2 separate regions of the Mus musculus genome follow, and region 1 is linked to region 2. The links are chromatin contacts, called in public HiChIP or PLAC-seq maps. All regions are on one chromosome and are shown on one strand. Each heading gives the region's core, a stretch centred on a gene start, on an enhancer-like site or on the middle of the called end of the contact. The rest is flanking DNA. Distances are from core to core; before and after follow the strand shown.

Region 1 (3,579 bases), core at 457-2,956, 330 kb after region 2:
CTGTCTGACACAGCTGATGTCACAGTGAGTTCCCTGTTAAGTGAACTGGATGAATAGTTAGAGGCCCGTATAAGCTATGTCTGCTGGTAGGCACTGAAAAAAAGAAAGAAAAAGAGAGTATCCTAAAAGGTCAGTAGCCTGGGGGTCGGAGAGCAGCTGAAAGCAAAAGCAGGCTTACTGTAACCACAGCCCTGCTCTGCCAGAGGACTGTGCTGCAAACAGACTGAAGCCAGACAGACATGTGGGAAGGCTGCCTCCCTGTGACACCATGGTTCTCATGCACTGCTAAAGTTAACCACTGAGATCACCTCAGAAGGCCAGTGACAGAAGAAAGACTGGCATGCTCATCTTGTCAGCAAAGACCCAGGCCTCAGATACCCACATATCTGGAAAACGTCACAGGAGAAATCAGGCAAGGAACGATAGCCACAGGTACCCAGAGCCAATGCTTGCTGCTTTAGCATAGGCTTTGCATAGGTGAGCTTCGGTTTGACCCTCTCTTCTGGCCTCAATGGGCACCAGGCTCAAATGGTGCGAGTAAAACATTCCATACATACAAATAAAAAATAAAAATGACTCTTAAGAGAACTGGAAATCCTAATGCTATTCAAATGATCTACACAAACCCCCATGACAACAGGCTGGGCTAGAAACCAAAACCCAGGAAACAAGTGAAAATCTGGCTACCAATAGCACTAGGACTCTTGGGATTTTGGTAGCAATTGAGTTGTTCTATGCACGTTTGATTAAAATTGTGCTTCCACCTGGGCCAGTGCACTTCAGGCACAGACTCAGCCTTACATGCAGAGGGACCATTTCAATTGGAGACACGGCAGGAGGAAGGAGACGGGATGTCCAGACTCGGATCTGGGAAACAAGGGGCTTCAGAGATGGCTGGCCAGGAGGACGACAAGCACAGCCCTGAGCAGCCCTGCAAATGTGGGGTGCAATCAAGGGCTCCATGGGCACCTGCCCCACCTCTCTGCTCAGCAGCTGAGCCCTGGAAAGATGCTTACTATTTTCATTTCTAATAACAGTCCTTGTGATCTATCCATTTGTCCTGGGATTTGAACACTTTTTTCTAACTGATTGTTTTAAATTTCTAATTATTTTTAGTTAGCATACAAAATGAAGCGTATTCATTGTGACATTTTTATACACAGATTGTTGTAGTTTGCTTATATCCACCCTCTGCTAGCCCTCTTCCCCTCCCCCAATGATGCAAATCCTCTTCCTCCTCCTGTTTCCTTTATGCCTTCATGTTCTCAATCCATTATGAGAGGAAACATGAAACCTCTCTTGTCCCCTCTTAGTCTCTCTTGGTCCCCACCCTGGCTTTACCTCCCTCCTTCCTCTTCCTTGTAACTTCAGTGGACACTCGAAGCAAGCTCTTCAACTCCAGGTTGCTTTTACTTGAGAAGGGGGCAGTGGACAGGAGTCCTCTGTGATGTATGTATGTATGTATGTATGTATGTATGTATGTATGTACGTACGTATGTATGTATGTATGTGATGTACACACTGTCTAGAGTGTGGGAGTCGCCATAGGCTCACACACTTGAGTGCTTAGTCCTCAGTTGGTAGGGCTGTTTGGGGAGGCCATGGACCCTTTAGGAGGTGCAGCATTGCTAGAAGAAGTATGTCACCAGGGCAGGCCTTTTCAGGGTTTATACCTCCCCCGCTTCCTGCTGTTTCTCAGTTCCCTGTATACGGCTGAGAGGTTGCCAGCCAGCTTTCTGTTCTGCTGCCAGGCCATGCTGTCCTGGCCATGAAGGATTCTATTCCTCTGGGAACATAAAGCAAAATAAACCCTTTCTTCTGTAGGTTGTTTCTGTGCATTATCACAGCGACGAGAACGCAGCACATCAGGGAGTGGTCTGCTCTTTCCCTCCTGACTCCTCCAGCACACAGAGCTTATCAACCTGCTTTTCCATTGAACAAATATGATCTTCCGTGCCAAAAAGGCAAGATGGCAAGGTCACCTTTTGCTTTTTTGTTTGTTTGTTTTTTGTTTTTCGAGACAGGGTTTCTCTGTGTAGCCCTGACTGTCCTGGAACTCACTCTGTAGACCAGGCTGGCCTCGAACTCAGAAATCCGCCTGCCTCTGCCTCCCAAGGGCTGGGATTAAAAGCGTGCACCACCACACCCGGCCGGCAAGGTCACCTTTTAAATGAGATGTCATCTTACAACTTCTGCCTCTTCTCTGACTTTAGCAAGTCACAAAAGAAGGTAAGAGTCAGGACAGACATCTTCAGGAGGATTCAGTCAGAAAACAGTGCCTAGTGACCACAGAAGCACCAGGGCTCATGTCACAGGGATCCACGAGGCCTCTGTGACATCCCCAAATCAATAGCTGTTGGTCTTGTTCATGGTAGAACCATTGAGAGACCTACAGAAGGAAATGCATGACTAAGTGATTCCAGGAGACAAGAGGAGGGGCAGCATGACAAGCAAGCTTAGATTGTTAGAGAAGGATGTGCAGTCTTACGGACCTGGGATCAGCAAGGAAAGGCAAAAATGTTGACACAGAGGCAAGGGAGGTTACAGTGTAAAGCTTTTGCCTATTTATATTTTAAATGTATTTTCTGGTGACTAAGAAAATTAAAAATCAATGCAAGCACTCCATCAAATCTTGAAAGCCTGTGACTTGGGTGAGAAAAGCAAACAGCATGACGAGACACGCCCCTCCCCCCATCAGTAAGGGCACCGAGTCATGGGGTAAGTCCCCTTTATACTTAAGATGCAATCTCCCGTAGGAAATTTAAAACAATAACTTGAGACTTGGCAGTTTTATGATCCAAGCTATTGAGCTAGCTTCAAGATGCACTAATCCCTTGAGAAAAAGCCAGGACACAGTGGAAGGCAGCTCAAGAACGCACAGCATCATTTACTTGTACACGGCTATCTTAGAACTGTTTATTTGCCTTTGACACTTGAGGACAAGAGTAACCATTACACATTTTGGACAAGCTTGGAAAGCTAACTTATCTATTTTGTGGAAAAAATATGCCTCTGAAACTATCATGTTGTTGAGAAGGGAAACCCCCGAATTCTGGCTGTAACTAAGCCAAGCAGAAAGCCTCTGTTTCCAAGCAGAGTGGAAAATGACCGCTTACACGATTCAGGATTGCAGTTTATATAGAGTACAAGTGCTCATTACAGATGAACTATCGTACTTATCATCAGAGAGGGCAGAAGAACGGTGGACAGGAGTGGAGCCAACACCGCCCACTGCTGAGCCTCCCCATGGCTGAACACAGTTTCATTACAAAACCAAACAAAAAGCCAAACAGCAACATGCAGGCTGCAATCCTGCCATCACCGGGACAGTGGACCTTAGAAAGCATGCTTGAACTTCCTTCTAGCAGGCTGCAGGAAACTCTGTGGCTTGTGTTTATCCACCAAGGCCAAGGCCAGCTGTCTAGGTAGCATGTTTCCTGGTTAGGCATCCTGCTTAACCTAAGACTCAACTGGGGAATCTGTGGATCACCTGAGGGCATCAGAATTCACAGACACCTCCGACTGTACCTGCATCTTACTCTGGCAGGGTCCTGAACCCCTGGAATGGGCTTAAGCTGG
Region 2 (3,636 bases), core at 224-2,723:
GGGGGGGCACATACCTGTATATACATAGACATGTAGGTGCCGAGGATCAGGCCACACACTACTTTAATAGTGATGCTTATTTGTTATAGATAGTTGTATAACCTGCCCAGATTCAGCAGCTGTGGGCCCCTGTGGTCTGGGCAAAGTGTGATCTTCCAGCACCGTATGAGTTCTCCAGACCCTCCCAAGAGCAGATGTCCATCAGGGCTTTAGTCTCTTGTGTATTATTACCCCTGCTGTCTGTTTCCCAGGGTCTTCCTGTTATGCTGCAGGTAGGCCTTGCATAGAAGAGACCCTATCCCCCCCCCCCCCAGCTCTCCACAAAGCCACGCCTCTTTAACCCTCTGCTACCTGTCTGTGAGTAACAAACCTACTTCATGTAACTTCCTGCGAGTGTGAGCATGTGAGCATTTGTCCCAGCTGACTGAGCACATACCAGCATGCTATGGCCGCCTTTATTCCCCATCTCTGTCTGATTCTTCTCCTCTGGACCCTACAGATTTCAACACCCAGCCAAACTACCCTCCATTCTGAAAATAATGATGCTCGATATCTACCTCAGACCTCCACAAAGGAGCTCATTAAACTTCCGGACAGCCCCAAGAGGCAGAGACTCTGATTACCCATGCCTCATTTTACAGGGAGATCGCTACTGTTTCAGGAGCTGTTTTAAAGAGATACCAGTACTAACAAGAGTGGTTACAGAGAATTGGGGAGACATCGGGTGACGTGTAGAAAGTGGGCGGCGAGCTCATAAGAGCTCATTATCCCAATGGTTTCTGCCCACGTGGGAAATTTTTCTTAATTAAAGGTAAATTTGTGAAAATAAATAAATAAAGAGTCAGATTCTGGTCCAGTGGATGCGCTCACTTGGAGGATAGTTTCATCTCTCTAGGATTAAATGAGGTAATTTATGTAAAGAATGGAGCAATTTCTCTGCTGGGGATGTGTGTATGGCTTAGGGGTTCAGTGCTTGCCTGGATTATGCAGAGCCCTGGGTTTCATCCCTGGAACCATAAAAACATAAACTGGGCATAATGGTGCACACCTTTAGCCCCAGCACTTGGGAAGCAGAGGCAATCGGATCTCTGAGTTCAAGGCCAGCCTGGTCTAGAGAGTGAGTTCCAGGATAGTTAGGGCTACACACAGAAACTGTGTCAATAAAACAAAACAACAAAGACATAAACAAATAAACAAACTGAAAGTGACTGGTTCGCTATTGTTGATGCTGTTGTTATTATTATTACTACTACCGTGTAAAGCATGTCTGTCCTGGACTGGCACCCCAAGGTCTCTCTGTTCAGATCCCCCCGCCCCGCCCCCATGGGCCAGCTCCATTCCAGAGGCACCCCAACCTGTCTCACCTGTACCGGGGAGCCACCCCAGCACAAATATCCGCCTCCCTACAGTAAGCACTCCGTCTGGATCAGCCAGACACAGAACTGTGCCAGTCACCTACACCACTTGCCCCAGACACTGGGGCGGAGGCTCCCCTGCCAGTCCCGCCTGCCACTCCCAGCCGCCCACGGCAGAGGGCGGCCTCCCCGGCTCTAATTTTAACCCCGAGGAAGGTGCCAATCGCTCATTTTCAAAGCTGTTTCAAAGTGACTCTGATAAGCAAATTGCTGGCAGCCCTGGCGGGTGATTATTCCTGCATTAATCAGGGGGAAATTATGCCAGTTACTGATTAACTAATTACGGCAATCAGATCGGCTGGGAGAGCAGGGCAGAGGGAGCGGGCCAAGGTAAACAACCCGGAAAGGTGAGGCAGGCTCTCCCTGGGCTGGAGACAGGACAGGGACAAGCCACCTCTTCTCCTTCAACTACTACCCTAGTACTCCCGCCAGGTAGTCCCTGAGGCAGAAGCTGGGTGACTAGTTCAGTGAAGGAAGCCAGGCCCATGAAGGAGAAGTTATGTTTTCCATGGGTGTGTCTCCATCTCCCATAGAATGTGTGTTCTATAGGCTCTGGCCTTCAGGAGGCCATGTCTGATGGAGGAAGGTTTGGGGTGAAGAGGCGCGAGCACCAGCCCATCTATAGAAGAGGCTGCACGCTGTGAAGACCTCTCTTCACTGGCTCCCTCCCCACCCTACATGGAGGGACCCAAGAGAAGGAGCTCAGCCGTCTCCCCCCTCCCCGCAACCTCACAATCCCAGTGTTGAGGTGAGGCCTAGTGGGTGCTCCACAACCTTTGGTGTTAACCTCCTGCCCTCCTGCTTCCAGATGGCTCATCTGTGTGATGGGGGGAGAGGGGCAGGCATGTCTCCGGCTAGAGCCTGCTCAACAGCATTCTGACTGCCCACTCAGCCCATTCCTATGCCCCTGAATGAGAGAGGCTGGGCACTACAGAAGCCTAGGGGCACTTCCAGTGGCCTAATTTGGGAGAGCTATGGGGGGTGAGGTGAGGTTGCTCTCTGACTCCTCAGGAGGGTAGGACGAGACCTGGTACTGCTCTTCACAGTGGGTTGTACAGGGTCCCCACGCTCAGGTGTGAATCTCCCTCCTCCAGTAACACTCCTAAGCATGCTCCCCTGCTCTTTGGTGCGGGGAGGGCTGTCCAGCTCTGGGAATGGTGCCCCTAATAAAAGGTATTCACTTTTCCGGTGTTTGGCAGTCACCAGCTCCCTGTTCTTGTGGCCAGGTAGATACAGCAGCAGGCTGAATTCCAGGAAGTAAGCCTGCTGGGGGCCAAAGGAGTGAGCTCTTTGACCAAATGGGACCTTTGGGTCTGGGCGAGCTGTAAGCCTCGAAGGCAGGATGGGCTGCTCCTATTTGAATGATTTTGCAGATTGGAAAAGGCCTTCCGTTCCTCACCCCCTCCTCCTCCTCCCCTTCCTCCTTCTCTCCTTCCTCCCTTTCTCCCATCCTCCTCTCCTTCCATTCTTCCCCCTCCTCCTCTTTCCTTCCTTCCTTCCTTCCTTCCTTCCTTCCTTCCTTCCCTCCTTCCTTCCTTCCTTCCCTCTTCTTCCTCTTTCTTCCCTTCCTCCTCTCTTTCCTTTCCTCTTTCTCTCCCTCTTCCCCCTCCTAGCTCTTCTTCTCTTTCTCCTTCCCCTCCTTCCTCCCTCTCTTCCATCCTCCTACCCTTCCTCCTCTTTGTCCTTTTATGCTCCTCTCCCATCTCCCCTCCCACTCCTCTTTCTTTCCTTCCTTCCTTCCCTCTTCTTCCTCTCTTTCCTCCTTTCCCCCTCTTCTTCCTTTCATTCTCCCCTCCCTCATCCTCTTCCTATCTCTTCTCCTTCTCTTCTTCCTCCTTTTCGCCCTCCCTCTCTTCTCTCTTCTTCCAGTCTTCCCCTTCCTCCCCTCCTCTTTCTCTTTACAAAGATAAGCATTGTTTAAAACAACGTTTTTATTCATTCTCTGAGAATGCCACATAACGTATCTTAAGCATGTTCTCACGCTCCCTTCTGCCTACACAGAGAGATCTCCATGGCTGCTAGCAGAAGAGGCGCACACAGTGTGCACAGTGAAGCGGGTCTTGGTTCCTCGAACATAGGATGCTGAAGGCACCAAAGATCCAGCCTTCTGCCAATTCCCAGATCATCAAACCCTAACCAGCCTTTTGGCCCCGGGAGGATGTCCTTTACCCTGGGACCTGTCTCCAGCTCTAAGTGGGCCATAGAGCATTGGCTATTTGAC

Evidence for each region. HiChIP or PLAC-seq counts read pairs in DNA pulled down with a chosen protein or histone mark.
Region 1: a FOXA1 HiChIP or PLAC-seq map of pancreatic cancer cells shows a contact between it and region 2. The contact joins two enhancer-like sites. A contact is called at or near these places in 5 of 115 datasets of contacts at active chromatin or transcription factors (embryonic basal ganglia, embryonic stem cells and pancreatic cancer cells) and 1 of 9 other capture datasets (embryonic stem cells).

Annotation. Positions count from the first base shown.
Region 1 is chr17:30,258,440-30,262,018 of GRCm38.p6, forward strand. All of the region lies in intron 9 of Btbd9 (BTB (POZ) domain containing 9), which reads right to left. Among named protein-coding and RNA genes, the nearest start is that of Zfand3, 260 kb to the left of the region's middle. Within about 2 kb of position 1,707, at least 19 of the 459 cell types and tissues checked have an H3K27ac peak or open chromatin away from gene starts, as enhancers often do. A contact at or near this core is called in pancreatic cancer cells, where this site is marked.
Region 2 is chr17:29,927,413-29,931,048 of GRCm38.p6, forward strand. No RefSeq gene overlaps it. Among named protein-coding and RNA genes, the nearest start is that of Gm41559, 39 kb to the left of the region's middle. Within about 2 kb of position 1,474, at least 37 of the 459 cell types and tissues checked have an H3K27ac peak or open chromatin away from gene starts, as enhancers often do. A contact at or near this core is called in pancreatic cancer cells, where this site is marked.